2 separate regions of the Drosophila melanogaster genome follow, and region 1 is linked to region 2. The links are chromatin contacts, called in public targeted proximity ligation maps. All regions are on one chromosome and are shown on one strand. The core of a region is the stretch at or near the end of the contact, and the rest is flanking DNA. Distances in the headings are between cores, read along the strand shown. Region 1 holds the start of CG43208. Region 2 holds the start of Ace (Acetylcholine esterase).

The links.
Region 1: a targeted proximity ligation map of the Kc167 cell line shows a contact between it and region 2, with 4 times the contacts expected there. A contact is called at or near these places in 30 of 107 Hi-C or Micro-C datasets (the Clone 8 cell line, the D17-c3 cell line, the Kc167 cell line and 11 more) and 4 of 7 datasets of targeted methods (the Kc167 cell line and the S2 cell line).

The regions. Positions count from the first base shown.
Region 1 is chr3R:13,300,737-13,305,925 of dm6, reverse strand. It overlaps CG43208, which reads right to left and starts at 2,500. Exons shown (of 2, transcript NM_001260156.1): 1 at 2,434-2,500; 2 at 2,070-2,368. The coding sequence starts at 2,461. The coding sequence ends at 2,175. It overlaps CG8774, which reads right to left. Exons shown (of 7, transcript NM_169502.2): 6 at 4,452-5,189; 7 at 3,592-4,370. The coding sequence ends at 3,695. CG32473 reads right to left here and starts at 3,278. Exons shown (of 7, transcript NM_169503.3): 1 at 3,192-3,278; 2 at 2,746-3,128; 3 at 1,430-1,800. The coding sequence starts at 3,201.
Region 2 is chr3R:13,255,022-13,260,459 of dm6, reverse strand. It overlaps Ace (Acetylcholine esterase), which reads left to right and starts at 1,683. Exons shown (of 10, transcript NM_001275601.1): 1 at 1,683-2,157. It overlaps CG11686, which reads right to left and starts at 104. Exons shown (of 3, transcript NM_143947.4): 1 at 42-104.

The DNA of each region.
Region 1 (5,189 bases), core at 1,251-3,750, 45 kb before region 2:
TTTTGTTGCGGCTTTTTGAAGAAAGTATTTTCTCAGCGGCCATTGAGTATTTGCCGCATTGAAGATGTAAACACGACGCATTTGCTGGCCAACAACCACAGATACACAGCAAAAAAAATCATAAGCAAATGATTACCAACAAAATCGAAGATACAAATTGAAGATCTAATGAAGAAGTAAAATGTCTAATTGCCGTAATTGTATTTATATATACAATTTATAATATTGATAATATTGATAATTAAAAAAACTGTGATATTAATTTTTCTTATAATCAGATTGGTAACAATTGTTGATAAATGTCAAAGAATGCAACTACGAACAGAATCTACTTCTCGTTGATAAGAGACATACCAATATAATCTGATAATGGGCTACGATAGATATAATTCTTTTCTTTTTTTTTTTGCTGTGCATCGATTGTGGCCGATTTAAGGCCAAGAACTTGCGCGGCAAGTGAACTATGTATGCATTTGGCTCCAAGCCTGTTTGCAGCGGTCCCAAAGGGGTGTGGGAAAGAAGGAGGGGAGGGGAAGGGAGCGGTGCAACCTGTTTGATTCAGCCATGTGGAGTTCTCTTGGCCAGCCTGCGATGGCCCGTTGTTTATCGAAACGAATACCCGTTGAAAGTCAAAGTTGGCATAGAATCCGGTGGTCACATTTCAGCGAATATTAAAAATAGTGATCGCCTCAATGCGCCCAATTAAAACTAGAATTTTGATCGCATAACGGCGATGCGGTGACAATGGTCATTTTGTATTGGCGTGGAGCTTTTGGAGCGGACTCAACGGTATCTGATTGATATGGGCCACTTATTATCTATTATTCCCGTCACATTTCGCACTATGCCTTTTACTTGATTTACAGTTGAAATCACAGCTTTTCGTGTCTCGTTTTTCGTTTTTCTTTTGTCTACGAATGGCATTAATTGTAACTTTGCCGGGTCCGAGGAATATTCACTCGGCTAATTTGATAACGGCAATTGCCGGACAGCTATCATTCTTGATTCAAATCGTAGGCGCGCACTCGAGAAATCCGAGAAAACGAAGAAAAGCGAAAAGAAAGGGGAATCGCGAGAATCGTAATTGAGATCGTATTTGCAGACGGAGTCCGCTCTTTTCTATCGCGACCGTCGCGCTCTGCTCTGAACTTCCGACTGAAGCGGGCTCCAAAGTTGTCACGGCACTCGAGCTTCTCCGGAAAGCTCTCTCATCAGCTGAGACCGGCTTTTTTATGGCCCCAACATGCGATGATCTCCAATGCATTGGGGGTATTCACAAGTGTGCTTGCAATCGTACTAGTTGCGGACAGTGCACTAGATACGATCTTAGCTACATAAATAGTACGATATAATAAAGATACCTGACATCTTAGTCTAGACATGCTAACAAAATGTTTGTCATCGCAAGATATACCTTAAAATTACTCACCTATCTACTCCATCGGCATTCGTGTAGTTGCTGATGTAGCTGCCCACCAGACTGCTCAGATCGCAGTCGAAACTTGCGGACAGTGTGTAGGCCTTGTTCATACTGAGGACCTCTCTTAGCGTGATCAGGAGCAGCTCCCGGGACTCATCCAAGTTGATGCTATCGATGGCCACGCGTATGCGCGCCATCATGTTCAGGATGCTGATGCTGTGCACATTGAGCTCCTTGGCGTGCAGGACGATCAGGTTGGTGATCGCGTTCAGCTGGAACTGAATGGACACGGTTCCCTCACAGGCGCCGGTCGTCAAGTCGGGATGGTAGTACACCTTGTACTTGATGGGCGTCAGTTCCGTGGGCAGGCGCCATTCGATCTGCGGGGTCGTAAAGTTTATTTAATATCCACGCCATCGATAATGGGCTTTGGCCCTATTAAGTGAGCAATGCGTTGATAAGGTGGCGATAGGAAATAGCACTGTTGTGGTCAGGTCGTAAACCAAGTGGACGTCGTTGCAACAAATATGCCTTAGCTGGATATAGTGGCTAAATGTTGTGAAATTAGGGTCCTAATTTATTAGGTGCAATTTCAGATATCAAACAACAATAGCTCTACTACACAAATATTGAAACCTAAGCGTATTTTGGTTTCTTATCCGTTTGCCTTTATTGCTTTATTGCTTTAACCATTTTTGGAAATAGATATGGATTTGAAAGCCATCTTTTTGAATGTTTGCCAGCACCCTAATTCTTATGAATTTCTTTCCGAAATGGTGGACAACAAGTGGCTTTGAATGTATTCCTCCAGAACATCCAACATCCTTTTGGCTTCGTCCAACTGCAGCAATAAATTATCCCTGTGGACGGCCACAATGACAAGGGCAACGATCAAGCAGGTCGATAATAGACCAAAGAATATAGCCACGCGCTCAGCGGTGATCAAGTCTATGAAAATATACATGAATCGGTATCGGTGTTTTCCCAAAACTTCCTTCGTTATCAATAAATACCCTTAATCCTGTCCTGCATGTGTCCCATTTTTGTGGCTCCTAACACTGCGTTAGCCGCAATTAAACTAACTTAAAAGACCCAAGAAATTAGACCCGTTTTGTATTATGATAAAAAAGAGGAAAAAAAACGCTAGCCAAGCGATAAGCACTTGAAATGACCAGTAAGACTAAGTTGGAACTTAATAAATTCGAAATTAGTAGCCATGCCGACTTTACGTCTAATCGCTGAAAATTTTCCCACTCTGTGTGAGGGTTTTTCTGAACTAACATCTTTTATAGCCGTGAAATATATTTTTCTTGCACTTCACTCACCTTTTCAGGATCAGGAAGTCCTGTCGGCAATGTCGGATAGATGGGATTGGTGGTGCTTCCTGTACTGGATGATGGCGAAGTTTCACCACCCGGAGATGTTCCTGCACTGGGGGTTGTGTCACCTCCTACGCCAGGTGTGGTGGTAGAGCCAGGCTCGGTGTCATCCGTGGGCCCATTGGGATTTGCAGTGGTGGTGGTCGTGGAAGTGCTGGTAGAGGTGGAGGACGTGGACGTGGTGTCCACCGTCAATGCGTCGATCTTATCGAGGGCATCCTGCAGATCGTTCTCCAGGTCCGCATTCTGAACGGCCAGCACAATCGTGGCCACACAAAAAGCAGTAGAGGCCAGGCCCAAAAAGATGGCCACTGACTTAACCGTCAGCCCTAAAATGAGTTCACATTAGTTACTGTTCCTTCGGGATATGCTACTCTATATAGAAGACTCACAGGCAACCATTTTTAGGGATATTCTTTTTTCGATGAAAATTACTCGACTGCTTCCACTAGGCTGGAAGCCAAATTGGAAACTGAATGCAAGTTGCGAATCTGACCCCACAATTTGGACTTGATAAACCTGATCAGATTGCTGACCGATATCTAGACTATATACTATATAGCTTCGTGTCCAGATAAAATCGTTTTATGCTAGACCATTACTTTTACGATTCGAACAAGGCCATATATCGACTATTATGACTGGACACTCTAATTACTCAGGATAATTACGCATGGTCATGATTCCGCATTGACCATATACTCAAAGACCCTATCTCCAATTATTTCCTAGAAGCTATAGAAATCCCCACTTGCCTCGGATAAAATGAATGAAAATATGGGGGTTGTATTTATGGTTTGATTTTGAAATTTCATTTTATTGAACTCGAACGGAATTTTCGCTTATGCAACTCTAATTATTGGCTAAATGGCCAGTTTATATACAATATACAATTTTACAATTGGTTTTTCTTGGTCAGCGGCGAGGCCGTTCCACTTAGCCAGTCGGTGATGTCAGCTTCGTTTCTGGATAGCCATTCGATGTTGTACTTGATGGTTTCCACGGCCTCCAACCGGGAGTTAGCTCCAGCTCCCGATTCGGGGTACTTGGAGAAGAAGTGCTGAACCTCCTCCAGTTTCACGGAGCTGGCAAAGTTGGCCGTAATCTGGGCGATAAGTCGTCCAAAGTTGCGGTTGTTCAGGCCAAAACGGGTGGTGAGTTGGGGCCACTGTTCGCGGTAGAATTCCCAGACCACCGGTTCACCCACAGGATTGGCGGCTATGTACTGCACACAGGTGAAATAGTCCTGGGAGCGAACGATGCTCTCATCACTGGAGGCCTGTGCCAGGAAGTCGAACAGATACTGGCTGTTCCGTACGCCAGACAATCCGTACATCAGCTTCAGTTTCTCGCTGGCATCGGTTTCGGCCACAAAGAGTTGGAACAACTGATCCCAGCTCGATTGGCTGGTGGACTGCTGCATGCCGTAGTAGTAGACAATCTCGCGAAGATCGGGGGAAGGTCGAGTGGTCGGATTCTCCAGGAAGGTGCTGAAGCGCTCGGAAGCCTGCTGCAGACAATCTGGAACACCCAGGGCACAGGCGGCGGTCAAAATGGAAACACGCAGGCGGCTGCAAAGGAATAAAGATTGTTTGAATAACAGTAGTTTGAGTAATGTTTTCAGAAAAACAAGTTGGTACTTATATACGTACTTCTTCAAGTGATTGTCGGCGTCCACAGTCCAACCCACCTCCTCGTATACGCCAGCGATCAGACTTCTGGCATAGGTGAGGTACGACACGTATCCCTCGCTGAACATGAGACTGCGATGGAGCGACCTCAGCTTATTGGAGGCCACATACCAGGGCACGAAGTCGCGCTCCTGGGCCAAGTAAGCGGTCATATCCAGAGGAATTTTGTAGGATAGTTGGTTGGCATCCGCCAGGGCGAAGGCATCGTTCAAAAGATGGCCACGATCGGCGATTTCGAATCGAGCGGGACTGGTGGTTAGCTGCTGGATGAGCAGGGCCCACAGGCTCTCCTCGTAGTTAACCCGATAGTAGCCCGTTTGGTTGACATTCAACTTGATCCACTGCACCTCGCTGGGCACGGCAATACCCACAGAGTCCACATCGTAGTCGTATATGAAGCTGTTCTCTGAACCATCATCAGCAAACCAGGTAATCGGAACACTCCATTTGTATCCGTATGCGCTATCTGAAGGGGCTTCCTCGTAACTGGCTGGATTGGAGAGGAATCGCTGCTGGGTAACCTTAAAACTACCATCTGCAACCTTGGAGACATTCAACACCGGATAACCCATCTGTTCGGTCCAGGTGAGCATCAGTTTCTTGATATCCAAGTCAGTTACCACAGCTTCGACTTCGGTGAGGAAATCGTCGGTCACCGTGTTATTGAACTGATGCTTGACCAGGTAATTGGTCACCGCC
Region 2 (5,438 bases), core at 434-2,933:
AATAGCCGAATGCCAGGCAGCCAAAGGAAACAATAACAAACCAAGTAGACGATCGGATCGGAGGTCGACGTCCGGGGGATTCGAGAATGGAATGAAGACTGAGAAGCGCAAACCGGCGCAACAAGTTGCATGCCCACTGCAGGCAGGGTTGTCACCCGTCGCACTGCCGACGCGCACTTTCGAAGGAAAGCTTCGCGAAAAAGCTTTTGGCAGCGAGGGCCGATCTGAGAGTTAAGCAAAGTATTTATTGGGTTACTAAGGTTAGTTAAAAGAGAACTCAATCTTTTTAAACCAAATACATAGATAGTCTTTGTGTAAGTAGTATTTGTGTAGACAGTATTTGTGTAGATATTATTTGTGTGAAAAAAATAAACATTTTTTCGAAACAACAGTCAATAACAGTGAACACAAAAGGTACGGAAAATATTAATACAATTTTATTAAACTAATTTTATTACATTTGTCGTTATCATTCGTTTATACTATGCTTCCATCGAAACAATGTTTAATGAAATTTCTTCTCCCAATTCTTAAATTACAATACTAGCAAGAAAGCAAAGAAAAAACATTTAAAGTTCGTACACATTGTGAATGCCCTTATCAGCGGAACTTATCAGTCAAATGTTTGGCCATTCCGTTTATGCCTTTTGGCGCTTATCTTAGCCACTGCCGCATTCGGTTTCCCGGCCAGCAATCAATCGACGCTAAGAATAAAAACTTGGCCAACCTCAGCTTCGTTTTGGGAAAGCTCTTCGTGCCGCAAGAAGCTTTATGCGGCTGCTTGTCAATGTTTTCATATCAAATTTCCTATAATATATCACCCCCCCATTTCACCGTCCATATGATGGTGTGTGTGTAGCCAAAAAGTTGTTCATCCCGGACGCCGACGCCGCATTTTGCAGCTGTTGTTGTGGTCGGCTGCTGTTTTCTCCGATTCTCCGCATTCTGCTGCGAGTCGTCGGTCACGCTGGTTCCGATTTTCATCCGGTTGAGCTCAACAACAAACTGTAAAATAAATATATACATATACAAAAAATTAAAAAAAAAAAATAATTCAAATATGTTTACAAATCGAAAATATTCCAGACTTTTATCGGCCTAAAAGGAGTTTTAAATCATTGTCCAATTGTGGTGCATACTTTGCGGCGCAAATCAGCTGCCTTTTTATGAGAGTGTGTGTGTGTGTTTGAGAGAGCAAGAGAGCGAGAGCTGACTTTGTATGTGTGTTAAAAGTGTGCGATCGATTTTCGGTTGCCCCACGAAAACAAACAGAATCAAAAATATAAAAAAAAAACTAACAAAAATGTTTAAGACTTTTTAAAAGCTCATTAAGAACTACCAACAATTAAACAAAAATATTTGCTTAACTGGAGGGTCTCTCAAATAAACAAACAACGCGGACCCTTGAGATAATGAAATTTGGTATGGCTCGCTAGAGCAACAACAAATGCGGCAAAATGTCGCAGAAAAAAGTTTCCGATTTTGATTGCGAACAAAAACAAGCTAAAGCTTCAGGCCAAAAATAAAGAGAGAGAGAGAGATGGTATAACAGTCGCTCAAAAGCTGTCGAGAGAGAGGGAGAGAAAAGAGAGAGTGAAAGCATAGTCCCGCTATTTTGCCGAGAGAAATAAAGAGCAGAAAAGCAATGTCCGTTTAAAGTACGCATTGCGATGCCTTTTAGCTTCAGTTTAGCTAGAGACATCGTCGTGTTTTGAACGGCTGACACAGTTTCGGAGTTCAGCGGATCGAGCGGACTACGCCACACTAGTATTCAGTTCAGTGCGCAAAAAAGGCCAAAAGGAAAACCAGAAAAACTTTTAAAATAGGCAGGATAAAAGAAGGCAGACCGTACATCTTTAAAGGGAAACACCATACCCTTTCTGTCCTCAAGCCAGCTCTTTCAAACAAACACACACATACACATACCTGTCATGCATATGGCATAACACGGCCAGAAAAGGAAATTCATTAGTCAGATTCTGTGTGTGATAAAGTGAAGTTTTGGTGCTAAAATCTAGTATTCAACGCAAGCAGCCCTGCACTTTATTTACAGCTTGGAAAATTGGCAAATCAGAGAGTCGGAGAGGTTTTAAACATCAAACATAAACAGAGTCATGTAGTGAGCGACCGAGGACAACAGTTTCAGCGCACAAAGAGGTAAGTTATCTGTTGAAAAAATCAAATTTTTAAATGATAATTGCCTTGCAGAATAATAGCTTTGAATATTTATTACTTAGGTCTATGTCTTTTTCATTTTCATTTTGACTAAATAATATTAAAAGAATATTTTCCTATTTAGAGGATTAGATTCTCCTCCCACGAGAATGTTTATTAATTAAAAATGATGTTTTGGTATTGTCCTAACAAGTGGTATTTAACAATATAATTCAAGTAATAACAATAATGCTGGGGAAAACAAATCAAAATGGAACATCCCCTTAGTGATATTGTTTTGGTTATGGAATTTCTTCTTCGATTTTAGCATTTAACGATTTTTGATGAGCTCAGTGATCCGTGAGGTCCTCAGCTCACACAAATACACGCAAAAAGGGAGAGTGGTAAAGGGAGAACGACAGGATACCCCGGGAAATATACGAGAGAGTCTTACAAATTCATAATTTGTCTGTTTACATACAAGGACCTGGTCCCTGTATTGGTGGTTTATCGAGTGGCGCTGCCTCAATGTCCACCCGCTTGTCCCACCTCCCAACCAATGCCCTCCGTCCTTAATTTCCCTGAACGAAAGCGAAATTATTTTTTTATTTTGGTTTTTTTTTTTTTATTTGTGGGGCACGTAGGCTCCATAACTTCCGCTCGGTCGGCTCACGCGCACACCTGTACCCACTCTCATACACAAACTTATACACACTTTTTGGCAACTCACATCGAGGGCGAGCACATTTAAAATTCTGATGAAAAGACACTTTTACTTTATTCTTTCACTCGCCGGCACACAGGAAAAATTCATGTGATTGTCATTTCCTTGCCGTCTCCAAAAGTGGTCCATGTCACTTTTATGAGCTCATCTCATAGAGTAAAACGGTACATTGTATTCAAAAAAATCATGCTTTCAGACTCCATTAGGTATGCAAAATCGGAAATACATAAAATGCCAATACTTTTAATTTTGAAAATGTAAGAATAGTAACTTCACTCAGTATTTAGTTCAATTCGCACACGTTCTGAATTCTGAATGCTGAGCAGAATTAAGCCTGCCGTTTTTTTCAGTGCATTGGGCATCGCACTTTTTCACATCTTTTGAGTATTGTGTGCCCGAGTGCGTGAGTGCGCTTAATTCGTGTGTGTGTGTAAATATTTTGCTTGATAAACGCTCGACACACACACACTCTCGTCTGTCCTCCGAGTCGCCCACATGTCGCGTAATTCAACTGTCGATTTATCACACTTAACCCGAACACACACTTTACGGTTAGTGTAGTATACTATCATCTACTATCCACCATAATCCGCACATTTCATGCAGCATCATCATCCCATGATCATCACGTCATCATCAACCGGCGGCTTATTAGTTTCAAACGCTGATTAGTTGTCCAGTTTCGTGCGATTGCGTGCTGGGCTCAGATACAGATTCAGATTCACTCCTATTCCGTATTTTGTTTTTGTTTATCATTTTATATAAATTTGCTTAGGCTGGGGGACTATTCACGTACCAGCGCCAAAGATACATCTGTATCTATGCACGAGTATCCATGGGAGCATACAAATGCGAACAACTAGTTTGCTGGGCTTTGGGTGTCTGATATGGTTAGGGTTTCTTTTTTATGGGTCTGTGAACTGCATTCTTGATTGAGATTTATGTTGCATATATGCGCTTTTATTACACAATTATTTTATATTTTGTTACACAGGATTTTTTCTCCAACCACCCGAATGTTAGTTCGCTTTGATTGTAAATTTAATACAAAACATTTTTTCATTCAGTATATTCGCCAGTTTTATTCTTGGTTTTTAATTTATTTTCGTTTCTCGTACAATAAATATCTGGTTTATCTGTTTTTGCAAATCACAGAACCATTTTCGTTAGCTTAATTTACTTTTTAACGAAATTTCAATTTAGCTATGTGACTTTAAAAATAGTTTACAGAGAATGCGCTTTTAACACGGAAAATTGGCAAATACGGGAAAAAGTGTTTAAATACATTGACACGATAAAAAATTTTTTTAATTCCTTAAGGCCATCTTATTTTATCAAATGGCTGCCACACACATAAAAACCATACAAATAAAAACCATACAAACCAAATACAAATGTGTGATATTATTTTTAATAACGAGAGTTATTATGGAACTGGTAAATAAATTTGTTTCTTGATATAAAAAATTCCGGGCAAACGTTGCACTTTCCATTTTGCAATCAGGCATTGCTTAACAATTCAAAAACGCATTTAATGGTCATTAATTCAATTTGTCATTTGTTTGCCTCCAGGAATTAAATATAATATAATAGGATGCCGCTGCTGCGGACTTCCGTTTATCAGTGCTTCATCCATTATCCAACCGAATCCATCAATTCGACGCACAATGCACTCCATTAAGCCGGCCTGCAATTGCCACATCGCTTTGGTGGCGGGGGAAAGTGCAATTTCCCAGTGCCTCGTACATAAAATCAGCTATGCGATGTTAAGTTAATTGAATCAGTTGCAAAAATATGATTAAATCACAAAGGAAACCGACGGGCGTGGGAACTCCGACTCCCGTTCTTTGTGTCGAATTCGAGTTCAGAGGGACTTTGGCATACATAAAGGTCGAGCTCAAAAAACCAAACACACAGAAAGCAAACAAACAAAAAGCGAAGGCGCAATGCTTAAAGCGTAAAACACTTGAGAATTGCTTTACACTTTTCCGTTTTGGGCTTGGATTTTCCGCACGCCGTGCAATTTATGTTTTGTGTATTATTCCACACACACATATACATTTGGCGCGCCGTCAAATAATTCGCTGAACGCTGAAAGCTGAATGCGAAATGGCAGGCAGGATTTTCTTTTATTTTTTTTTGGCAACCAAGGGATTCGTGTTTTGAGTTTCCCTGCAGTCCGTGGGGAGTGCAACGCTTTTCCACTTTGCTCCTTTTTGCATTCCCATTTCACGGAGAATCGACAAACTCATAAAAGTCTTGGATTCGTGTTCCGAGCGGGTAACACGCGAAAATATGCAAATAAAATTCCATAAAACAATGCGAAGGACAAACAAACGAGCATAAAAAGGCAGCCATAAAATTGAAACAAAGGGGACAGTTTTATACCCTCGGCTAATATGAATATTGAATGACGAGCTAAGGGAAGGCCAGAGGAAAATGTTTTTATTATCCGAAGTTTCTTACTCTTAAGAAAGTCCCATTGAGTTTCAAACTCTAGAAATTCTGCATAATTCTCGTTCTAGCTTTTATGAAAATATCACAATACTCTAATAATATC